2 separate regions of the Ovis aries genome follow, and region 1 is linked to region 2. The links are chromatin contacts, called in public Hi-C maps. All regions are on one chromosome and are shown on one strand. Each heading gives the region's core, a stretch centred on a gene start, on an enhancer-like site or on the middle of the called end of the contact. The rest is flanking DNA. Distances are from core to core; before and after follow the strand shown. Region 1 overlaps PLEKHA2 (pleckstrin homology domain containing A2). Region 2 overlaps PLEKHA2 (pleckstrin homology domain containing A2).

Region 1 (5,706 bases), core at 1,108-3,607, 55 kb before region 2:
CATCTCAAAGAGAACAGAGTAATTCTCAAAATTGGCTGATCCACTCAGGTTGAATTATTTCCCCATACCTTCAAAAGGCCCCTATGTCTTCCCTTATGGCAGTCCCCTGGAGGGAGGGGGGGGAATCTCCCTGGTTGACATTTGGGGCCTCCCACAAGCCCCCAGATTTTAACACCGTCCCTTAGAATGTATCCTGACCAAGATGGAGCCTGGATCCCCCGCCCCCCTAACCACCACCACCCCCCTACCCTTTCAGCTGGATTAGTTACCACTCTCCCACTTCACAGTCAAACTTCCGCCAATGTATAAGAATAGGATAAGACCAGATGACTGGCCTCAAGGTTCTGTGCCTGGCCTGAAAACAAAGGGAAGAAGCTGAGACAAAGACAAGGAACTAAAAATTGGTTAGGAATGAAACTGGACTTCTAACCTCTGCACACCAGGTGGACTGTGGAAGAGTCGAGCAAGAGGCACACTGAGCAAGCCTACAGGTCTAACCTAGTGACCTTCCCAAATGAAAAACACTGCATTCATTTTCTTTAAAAAGTCAGCTGGATTCCCACTCCAGAGGGATGCAAGTGCCGGGAAGGTGTCTGATTGTCCTGCATCAGATGGAGACACTGAGTCACGGCCCCTTGTCTGAGCCCACCCCCTCCCTCCCAGGCACCACGCCTCATCACACATCAGAGGTCCGTATATTTTCGTCATCAAGGTTGAACACAAATGGCTTCTCCTTGGGGTGCTGGGGTTCTGATCGGTGTCTTATCCGGGAGCTGGGCAGCACCCCAGACGTACTGCTCTCCCCAAGTCGAGGCGTGAACAAAGAGTCCTCAGCAGTCTCTTCGGTGGGAAGCAGCTTTTCCCCGGCCTGGGGGACGGGTGTCCAGGGCTGCCAGGAGGAGGCCAGGGAGGGGGCTTTGCAGAGGGTCTTTCTCTCCTCCCCGGGTGCTCGCCCTCTGCACAAGATAGAGTTGGGCCCCCCTGAGAGGCTGGAGCTTCCGGGGCGGGTCAAAGAAATGGACCGAGAAAAGGACATCTCCTGTGGAAAATAAAAGAGGGAGGGGGGAAAAAAAGAAAAGTAAAGGGTTTCCTAACAATATTCATCCCAAAGGCCCAAGAAGAGGCCCTCCACCCAGGACCACCTCCTCACAGGCCCAGAGATACATGTCTACAGAGATCAAATATGTCCAGCGGCAGCATTCACTCCGCAGGTGTCAAGGACTGCCTGGCAGGGAGATCTGTAGAACACATCAGAAGCCCTGGTTCTCTATCCAACTCTACCTCACCTCCTCCAATGACTGAACAGAAATAAAAATTTGTACCCAGATCAGTGGAAAGAGAAAAACAAACAAGACAGCTTGGAGCTTCTGCTGCATCTGGGCTCCGGGCTGCTTGCCTACATCACCAAAACCCGCCCACTCGGGACAACTCATCGCAAGGCTGACAGTGACTGTGAGCAGGAAGGAAGTGACTTACTCTGGGGTGGCACTTGAGGGCCTGGACAGCTGCCCCGATCTCCTTAATCCAGCTGTGCATGTCTTCCGGACTGTCCGCCTGCAAAACACCCAAGGCACTTACAGAGCCACGAACGGCACTGTGACTTCAGCTTCCATGTCTGTAACTCAATTTTAAGTTCAGAAAACCACACCATTGGAGCGGGAGGGGATCTCAGAGATCATCCAAGTGGCTTTCAGACTTCTGAGGATATCTGTTTTCCCCCAGCAAAGTTGTCTCTGTCACCTTATCAATAAAGTGGACAGTGGTCGTGAGAGAGGGAGAGCTTAGCGGTGAAGTCCCTCACCCCCTGTGGAACAAGATCAACCTGGCCTCACCTCCTGTTTCACAGAAAAGTAAAAATGAGGTTCAGAAAACCAGAGCCCAAAGTTTAGGGCTGGTTTTGATTCCACTCCCCAGATACCCAAAGCAGTCATCTTTCTGTTTTACTATAGCTATCAGAACAAACAATCCCACTTCCAGCTCCAATCCCACTGAAACCAAATCCTCTGCAAAATCTCCCAGAGAGGCAGCTTCTCTAGGAACAGGGACAGTTTGTCTCTCAAAAGACAAACGATCTGGGTCTGTCCTGAGGCCCACCCAGGCCTCCACAGTTGCTAGACTTGCAGCACTTGGTTTCACCAATGTGTACCGCACTGCTGAGCCCTTAGAAAGTTCTTGCCCTGGGCATTCCCTGGTGGTCCAGTGGTTAGGACTCCGCACTTCCACTGCTGAGGGTGAGTGTTCAATCCCTGGTTGGGGAATTGAAATCCTGCAAAATGCTCAGTGTAGCCCAAGGACTCCCCCCGAGAAATACCAAGCAACGCCAGAAGGGGGCAGCAGCGGCTCTGTGAAGAAAGGAGAGTCCCAGGCTGCGACACAGCAGGTTGGAGCCCCAGGAATTCTCAGTACCTTCCCACTTTACCAGGTTGAGCTCAAGTGATCCTGGCAAACGTTTACTGAAGCCTTATCCAGTGTGGCACCTGGCAAAAGGTATCAGGCACAGAGTTGGGACCAAGACTGAAGGCCTGACATCCAGAAACTTACATTTGTTCACCTGTCTCCCTGCACTTTCCTCGGGTAGAGTCACCCCAAATTACCAGTGTGCACGTGCGTGCCTGGGCACACGTGAGTGCAATCATAGGCTGGCCCTGTAAAAGTTTCCACATACACCCCTCACTCTCCCCACCCCTAAAAGGTTTCTTTCTCTTTGCATTACACACCAAGGTAATACACAACTAATTTTTTTTAAACCCTCAAACTTGCCCGCCTACCCCTTCCTGTCACGCCAAACCAACCCTCCCTGGTTAGATGTGTGCAGGACGTTTACAAGGGGAGCAGTTTCACACCCCAGTGCGCTGGGCCAAAGACAGGCAGCAAGGGCGCCCCAGTGGAAGGACTTTCTCACGCAAATCCACCTGCTCCCTCTTTCCCCGGGACTTTTCCCAGTTACTGGACAACCAGAAAAAGAAACCCATCCCCAGTCCAAAAAGAGAACCAGGACAGTCTCCAAGATTCTTCCAGAAGGCATTTTACGTACAGCAGGGCTAGCTGACTTGTTTCACAAGTAGAACTACTAGGAAAAATTAGATGAACTCATTTAGCCAAAGCAGTTTGAAAGTGCCTGATACACAGAAAGGGCTTCATATTAGTTATCGCTGTTGTTATTATTGTTATATGAGGGACTCAAATGAAGCCCTAAATTCCAATATTATAAATGTATTTCGTGGCTTTCTCCCCTACAACTTTTTTTTTCATTTTCTTCACATTCAAACTGCATATAATTCTAAAGGGATCAAACTGTTGGGATCAAATAACATACTTTTTCTTAATATGCTCATTTATCAGCTCCATAAAATGGTTTACAGATGGGAAGCTGACCAGGTCTTCACTGCCTACCTGTTTCCTGTGGTATTCTTTTCAGCCTTCCTAAGGATTTCTGTACATATTTCTATATTTCTTGAAGTCTCTCAGATTCCTTGGGTTATTTGAAAAGATATTGATCATTATTTCTAGTATAAATAACGTTATTCATTAATGCTCACCTCTATTTCTATAGTTTGGACATTTAAAGTAAAATTGTCTTATATTTCAACTCACCTTTGAGATATTGCTTTTCTCTGGATAAACATTATCCTAGTGCTTAAAATATTTTTCAAATAAAAAGGCAGATATTGATCCCACATGAGAAGAAATAGGATATTATGTTATTGAGCTCACAGTTAAAATCTCTATTAGTAGTTTTAAGAACTGGACTCCACGGGCGACAGAAATTCAGTGAAACCTCCAAAACTATATGTGAAGATTACAGTATATGTATATATCTATCTTTTATGGAAAGCCGGTGCTTAGCTTTTATCAGAAACTCGAAAATATCTTAAAACCACATCACAAAGGTAGTTTCATGAACCAGAGGTAAAAACCAGAGCTGAAATCCACCCACCCTACGGTGAATTACTAAGAGAGTGAAAAAAAAAGGCTGAAAAAACTCAGCAGAACAAGAAGGGAAGTGCCAAGCTTATACCTTCACCTCTTACAGGTCTGCTTAAGAGTGTGCTATGCTTCTGGTGCTTGGTTCAAAAGAAAAAGTAGGGTTTCTGTCCTTGAGGGCAGTTTTTGAGGTGAGAGGAACAAAGGGTATTGAATGAATCACTGCAGACTGATTTTTATTGCAGTCCAATGAGCTCTGATTGAGGATCTGCTATTAGCGTCATAACAGATGCGACAGTTTTAAGCACTGAATCCTAACAGGTCATCAATAAAAGGCTTCTAGAACCTCCTTCGGTGGTCCAGTGGTTTCCACTGCAGGGGGCACAGGTTCAGTCCCCAGGTCAGGGACCTAAGGTCCTCATTCGCAGTCAAAAATAAAAAATAAGAGACTTCCAATATATATTACTGGTTGCTTCTGTTGCAACTGCCCAGAATTTTTAGGCAGCCCTTCTTAATTCTATTCCCAACAGCTAATAACCCCTACCCTCTCCCCAGGAGCAAATCCCACCTTCAGATACAGCCCTGCCATGTATGATCCATTCAAAGGGCCAAACTGACCACAATCATCTGTGAGATTAAAATATCCCCTTTTCCCAAATACATGTCTCTGCGGGGCCAGATTTTCTTCACACTCTTCTATCAAAACAACATATGGCCCCAGACTGAATGCAGAAGCAGATCTGAGAACCCTGCTGTCTTCCAATAAGCCAGCCATTAAAGAGATTTGCAAAAATACAAAAAAAAAAAAAAAAAAAAAGCTACTCCTGTTGCTCCTCTGTTTTAGAAACAGAGTTATTTTTCATGAAATGTTACTTGTGATAACATAAATGAGTTTATTCATAAATGAATAAATACATATTCTTAAAGAGTTTTCACCTCTACTCTTCTCCAACTTTCTGAGTGTGCTGCTATACCCAGATTTGCCCAGTCCCTCATTTATTTATTCAGGGCCATGTGAGGGTTCTTTTACCCTAGAAATGCGACAGCAGATGGAAAAGGAGGACAGAAGTGATGATAAGGTTCTGGTTAATTGCAGACACTCTTGCCAACAATGCAGTGTCTTCTGAACACTTTTTGCCTGCGTTTATGTTTCCCAAGTCACTATCTCCACCCAAAGCTCCGTCCTAGACCCTCACCTGGCATCATCGTTTACCTGGCATATGTTTACTCAGCACCACCACCGTGTTAGGCACCATCCATCTGGGGCTGTCCTAACAGGTCACCTAGGACATCTTGCAGGAACCACAACCACCTGAGCAAGGCTTCCCTTTGCCCTCAACAGCCCCTCCTTCCGTGTGTTCGTCCTCTGCAGTGACGGCTGCCATCGTCACCCTGAGGCTCCAGCCAGACATCTGGGCAGGGTCTTCACCTCCCGTCTCTCTCTTCATCCCACATCCAATCAACTTGAAAGTCCTGGAAAGGACTCTTCAAATTTCTCCACTCTTCACCCATCCGATATCAGGCTTCCTTATCCCTCCCTTGTCACTGAAACCATGACAATAAATAGCCTCCCAACTGCTCTGCTGGCTCCTGTCTCACCCTTTTCTTATCTGTCCCCTACACTGCCAAGCCACTACACCGCACCAGCCAGGACATTCATTGCCAGGGTCTGGAGTCCCATCGAAGTGGCCAGGATCAAGGACTACCATCTCCCCTTTACAAATGAGGAAAACAAGGCTCTGAAACACGCCATTGTGCAAATGGGATTTTTAAGAGGTGGAT
Region 2 (6,464 bases), core at 1,875-4,374:
AGCACGCCAACCTCTCTAGTGTTTTCTGTTTGTACAAAACTCACCATATAACAATGCTGGCATTAACAAAAATCACTCCAGCCAATCGTTTACACTTTTGCATGCTTTTTCATGCCCCTATCCACATAATCAACCTTCTTAAAACTTTCAATTATGTCATAAACATGTTCCATGTTCCTACCCTGTCTTTATAATCAGTGTTTCTAATGGTTGCATAACATCACTGGACTGGACTTACTATAATTTACTTAAACCATGTCTCCATGATTAGACAGTTAGATGATATCCAATTTTTCTAATGCTAAAATTCATGTTTTTATACGTTGTTTCTTCTTTTGCACTCGGATACCACATAAATTCTAAGTCATAATAAGACTAGATCATAGGTTATGATCTTTTATAACTCTTGACACCCATTACAAAATTACTTTCTAAAATTATTTCATCTGTTTACACTGCAGCCAGCAACATACTGTTACACTGCTATAATCCTACATACACTGAATGTTCTTATTTTCAACTGTGGCTAGTTTAAATATATAACAACGCCAGGGAGGCAGAACATTTTCTCATGTTTGCTTCCTGCTTCATCTTCCTTCCTAGACTTTGTTTAATGAAAATCAAAATTATGTGTGCACACAATCCATTTCTCTTCCTCTCTCTCCCTTTCACACAGACACACACACACAGACACACACACACACGTCAAAAAAAACAAAACATGGCTTCACATAATCCAAGTAAGAAAACACTGGTTCATAATGAAAAGTAAAAGAGACAAGTTTTACATAATCTAGGTGTCTTGTAAGTTTCCAAGTATGTGCTGCAGGTGAAAATATGTTAAATATTTAATTCATGATAAAAGTGAAACTTTTAGAAAGAAAGGGACTTTGTGTGGAGTTTGCCTGCTGATCAGCAGCAGAAAATAAGTTAAATGCCAACCTGGCCTAACCTGAAATTCCTGGCCAACACTTGCCCACTGATGAAATAAAGGTCAGGAGAAGTAGTCAACGGCTGCCCACCTTTCAATGAGATGAGCGTATCGGGCAACACCCCTGTCCCAAACGTCGCTCCACTGCTCCTTCCAGGGCATTTGGCTCCGTCACAGGAGGAGATTCAAGCCAATAAAATCGTCCCCTAGGAACTGAGGCAACTGACATCTTCATCAGGCTCATTAATATCTAACAGATAACTAGGACTTCCCTGGTGGTCCAGACTCCACACTCCCAATGCAGGAGTCCTGGGTTCGATCCTTAATCAGGAAACCAGAGGACAGGCACTGCAACTAAGGCCTGGCACGGCCAAACAAATAAATATTTTTTAATTTAAAAAATATATATATATATAATAGATCACTGGGACCAAGACCCCAAGAAAGTAGAACATGTCCCAGCAGAAGACTGATGCACCAGTGGGGAAGAAAAGTAAGAAGGCTGAAGCCGGAAACACATGACATCTACTTGAGGACACTGCCTAGAATTTTCACACACCCGGGACAGGAGTAGCAACCTTTCTGGAAAGAAACTTGGCAATATGAAACAAGAGGGCAATACGAAACAAAAATGCACAGTTTATACCCTCTGACCCAATAATTCTACTTCCAGCATTCCATCCAAGTAAATAAACAAAGATGCAAATACAGATTAAAATTAAAGATAGCAACTACAACTGAATTTATAGTGACAAAAAGTTGGAAATACCCTGAACATTCCAATGATTAGGTAATAAGAAGTGACAGGATATTCACATAAGGAAATGCTGCACAATCTTTAAAAAACTATGTTTTCACACAATTTTAAATAAATTAGGAAAAAAACTCACCATAAGCTTTAAGATACAATAACACAATTTTGAATATGAACCCAAGGCCTCTAAATATTGTTTTTATATTTCTGTATTTGGATAGAAAAAGACTGACATCCAGACACTAAAATATTAGCAGCTATTATCCATAGGTTATGGGCAAATTTTATCTACATCTGTATGTTTTTCATATTTTCCAAATTTTTATACAGGAAGTACATGTTACTTTATTTAGCAGGGAGGAAAGCTATTTAACTCCACACATACCCCCATCCCCAGTGCAGAAGTTTTGAAGCTGAGAAAAAATTTCTCAATTCTCCAGAGTCCATAAAGAAGCAAAACCATGCTTAAATTATAGCTCTCTTGGGACTTCTTGGTGTTTCAAAGTCTTAAATCTAATAAAGCCCTATTCTACCCATCACAACTGCTTAAAAGCTTGGTACCTACCCAGAGGGCTTTGGCGCCCTCCAACCTAGTTGGGTTTCTTACTTCCTATTGCAACCTCCTCTAAGAGAGGCTCTTTCTTTCCCTTGTGGGTTTGGTTCTTTGCTCTCTGGTCTTCATAAAAGGAGCCCCTGTCCTGGGGGTCAGCTGAAGATTCACAGCCAAGTCAGTGCCTCGCTCCTGCTGCTGCTACACCCTCTGCGACACAGCCTCTATGATACAGCCTCTGTGACCTCTGCGACACAGCCCACCAAGTGCTCTGGGGAAGGGAAGCAAGGACCCCCAACAAAGGCCACCCCCCACCCCCAACCCAGTGGAATTTTCCTTCTTGAACTCTGGGAGATGAGACTGACGTGTTTAAGCTAAATGTTTAGACAAATGAATGAAAAGGTGGATAAACAGAGTTTTTAAAGAAAAGCTAAAGAGCTATTAAGTCATGAAAACTCCGGCTTAGTGTACTGGATGTCTTATTTTTAAGATCATGGGTTTGAAGATACAGAAAAAAAAAAAAAATAGAGGGAAATAAGGGAAAGTCATCTGCCTGATTGGTCTGATACTTCTGAGATAAATACAAACGACAGAAGTGATATCGGAGATAAAGTCTTAAACGGTACTGGTCCCAGGATGAAATAATCCACTATAATCTCCTGCAGTTCAGAACTGAAAAAAAAAAAAAAAATTTTTCATCCATTTGTACATTTGGAGATTTTTCTTTCACGTGACTTGGTGTTAGCAGGACAGGGAATTCCAAGGTTTCTGCTTCAGAAAAAAAGTCAGGAAGGTGTTTCTTGTGCTGTCTTGTCACCCTCCAGGATAGAGCTGGGGACGGCAGCATCGGTGGTGAGCAAGAGGGACACCGCAGGAAATTGCTAAACTTCTACAGGAGAAAGTGAATCAGGAAATGACATCAGAGGTCTCAGCAAGGGCTGTAATGAGCAGACAGGAACTGGGCTGTGGAGTTAGAAAACGCTGGGCCAGACGATCAGAGAGGTCGCCTGTGTTTCAATACTCCAGCCTACATTAGGGTGCATTTTGGAGGGCCCAGCAACACTCAGGGGCCCAGTTAAAACACAACAGCAATAATAAAAACAACACAAGCAACATCTATTTGGCAACCCAGCCCTGAGACTGGGCCAAAGAGTCCAACTTTGAAAGTGTGGGAACATCTATTTCCTATGGCTATAATATCACTGCATTCTGAAACTGTCATAAGAGCACATTCCAAATAGTCTGAGGCTGGAGAATAATGTGCGAGAGAAGGGAATGTCCTGAGAACACGTTCCCAGCGGAAGAACAGGCTGAGGAATGCAGACATCCACAGGAATGGGGAGGGGAGGAAAAGGTGCCCAGTCCCCAGTGGACCCGAGAACCCTGAATGGAGGCAAGAAACACTCAAGGAAAGTTTTCGGTGGGGGGGGGGGGTGGAATGCTGGGGAAAACGCAGAAATGACTGAATACTGATACTGAAAACGACAAAATATTTGACATACTCATGATCTCTCTGAACAGCCTCATCTCTGTTCAGAGAAAATGTTGTTGCTGGATGGAGCTGGCAGGAAGCAAAGGTCTGCCTTTGACTCAAGGTTCCTAACCCCAGGGAATTCACAGCACTGGAAGCAGCCAAGGGGATAGGGGTGGGGGGCGGGGGCTATAAATAGCCTATAGAAACTGAGATTTTCCACTTTCAGAATGTGACAGTCCCTCAGTTAGAAGATTCAACAGTTCAGTTTCGCTGTAGGGCTTCCTAATGGTAGCAGCAAAGAGAGCATCCTTATTTCTCCCAGGTACTAGCCTTTCGCAAGGTGCTGGGAGAGTACAAACAGCCTAAGCCTGCTAGTCTAAATGCCTTGGGCTCCATCCCGGGAAGCAGGGAAGGAGGAGGAGCTGGGTGTGGCCCAGAGGATGTGCAGATGACAGCGATCAGTCGGTTAGAGTGCATCTGATGAAACTCTTGCAAGAAGAGGGCGTGCTGACTTCACCGACGTGCTGGGGTAAAGGGAAAGACCGTGGGTCTCAGAGCCAGACAGATGAGACTTAACTTTCCGGGGTCTGTTTCCTCGTGTGCAAAATGGAGAGAACTGCTGTACCGACTTCAAAGGCTGCCGTGTGGATTAAACGAAATAATGTGTGAAAAGTGCTTAACAGGAGGTCTGGTAAAGACAAAGCACTGGGTAAATATGTGTGTGTGTGTGTGTGTGTGTGTGTGTGTGTGTGTGTGTGGTTGGGTAGATGTGGAGTGCCTAACAAGCAGTATATGATTCCCATCGCTAGTTTAAACAGGGCGGACAGCTGCCAGACTGACTCCAGCCCTCCAATATCAGTAAGCAAATCCCACTGAGAAAGCAGTGATGCTGGAATCTTTCACAAGGATTCAAACAAGCTGTCTCATTTGAATGTTCTCCTCGGAGAACCATCATATTTCTCACCTATAAATTTCTCCAAGAAGTTATTGAAAAAAGTGCAAGAGATCCATGGGATCCATGTGGGCCAGGTCACCCAGCAGGTTCACAGACCCAGGCCTGCAATCAGGTGCCAGGAAAGGGACTCTGGAGCCACCTCTTGCTCAGCCCGGGTTGGTGGGGGAGGGTGTGTGGTGGGAGGGTGGGGGTGAGGGTGAGGAGGGAGGTATCATAGATGCTCTCTGCAAGTGGATGGCCAAATGGAGTCCGCAATGATGGGAGAGCAAGCCCTCACCTTTGCCCTTTAACTATCGTGTGTCTCAAGGAGAAGGGGACCTCATTTCCCATCCTCTTTATCTCAGCTGGCCGGCCTCTACTGGCACAAAGGTCCAGACCTGAAAGCCTCCTGCCGCCCTGGGCAATGTTGGAAGCTCCTGTCCCAGCAGGCGTGGATCTCCCCCACCTCCCCGGAAGAAAGAGCCCAATTCAGTCTTTAATCTTCTGCACATCAATTTAATCAATGGGGGTCAAGGGTAAAGAAAAGGCGTCCAGGAGAGAGAGAAGTTATAAAGCCCAAAAGGGTGGATGGTTTTACCAGCAGGGACCAGGGGAGGGGAGAGCAGAGCAACCCAAGATTCAGAGTAAAGGTCAATGGAGTCTTCCAGTTACTGCCCCACCGCACCAACCACCAGCCTGTGGAGACCCATCCCTCCTACCCCATCGCCCCACCATGGCCAATTCCCTGGCTCAGTGATGAGCTTGTATCAGACAGAGCTAGCAGTCTTCTCTTGCTGTTGCACTACAATATTTGCTCTGCTCTCTTCCTTTCCAAAGCCTAACAGATGGGACCACCGGAGTCCTCTCCAGCTCACCAAGATGCACGGAAAACTGAAAGTAAGGCGGCCCCAAGTGCTCACTCATGCTGACGCTGAAGCTCCAACACTTTGGCCACCTGATGCAAAGAGCCGACTCACTGGAAAAGACCCTGATGCCAGAAAAGATTGAGGGCAGGAGGTGAAGGGGATGACAGAGGATGAGGTGGTTGGATGACATCACTGACTTGATGAACATGAGTTTGAGCAAACTCTGGGAGACAGTAAAGGACAGGGAAGTCTGGTGTGCTGCAGTCCATGGGGCTGCAAAGAGTCAGACACGACTGAGCAACTGAACAACAACAGCTGCTCGTGGTGGAGGAGGAAAGAGGCAGGGAAAAGCAGCGTCCCAGCACCCAGACCATCTTTTCCAAACGCCAGGACTATGTCAGCCGGAATAAGCAACGCCACAGTTTCAGGGAAACCAAAGAGATATTTACTGCACTGGGGCCACAGTAATATCTAATGTGAGGGGCATCACCCACCTGTCTACCTGCCCCACGAAGAAGACCGGAGATCCACAAAGCGCCAGCTGAATGCACATCCGAAAACCATCCCCCTGCTGATCTGGGCTCCTTAGTGACCCAGCACTTACAGCAAATATCAGGCAAGCCAGCAGGCAGGCTGTTCAGAGGGGCTTGGGTGATAGCGCTGAAGCTTCGCCCTTTTCATTTTTTTGCAGAATTGCTCCACAAGCACGCACCAACCAAAAGCAGCATATCTCCAGTATTTATTTTAACCTCGGGGGGAAATACTGAGCTGAGAACAGTTCAGCACACTATGATGACATGACGGGATTTGCAGGCCCCACTTCCTTATACAGAAGAGAGAAGCAAGCACCAATGGCAAAAGAAAAGAAGGGTTGCAGACTCTCCACCAAAGGGCAGGTGGCTTCTTGATCCATACCCAGGTGATCACCCACCCACCTGTGAAGTGAGCGAGTCTC

What was found. Hi-C and Micro-C count contacts between places; a contact is called where the count stands out from the background.
Region 1: a contact with region 2 is called in a Hi-C map of liver, with 1.8 times the contacts expected there. The contact joins two enhancer-like sites. A contact is called at or near these places in 7 of 16 Hi-C or Micro-C datasets (blood, hypothalamus, liver and 3 more).

Annotation. Positions count from the first base shown.
Region 1 is chr26:33,166,567-33,172,272 of ARS-UI_Ramb_v3.0, reverse strand. It overlaps PLEKHA2 (pleckstrin homology domain containing A2), which reads right to left. Exons shown (of 12, transcript XM_042241519.1): 11 at 1,477-1,554; 12 at 1-1,039. The coding sequence ends at 677. Among named protein-coding and RNA genes, the nearest start is that of HTRA4, 5.9 kb to the left of the region's middle. Within about 2 kb of position 2,357, at least 24 of the 54 cell types and tissues checked have an H3K27ac peak or open chromatin away from gene starts, as enhancers often do. A contact at or near this core is called in liver, where this site is marked.
Region 2 is chr26:33,111,756-33,118,219 of ARS-UI_Ramb_v3.0, reverse strand. The region is part of intron 1 of PLEKHA2 (pleckstrin homology domain containing A2); the gene reads right to left. Among named protein-coding and RNA genes, the nearest start is that of PLEKHA2, 22 kb to the right of the region's middle. Within about 2 kb of position 3,124, at least 13 of the 54 cell types and tissues checked have an H3K27ac peak or open chromatin away from gene starts, as enhancers often do. A contact at or near this core is called in liver, where this site is marked.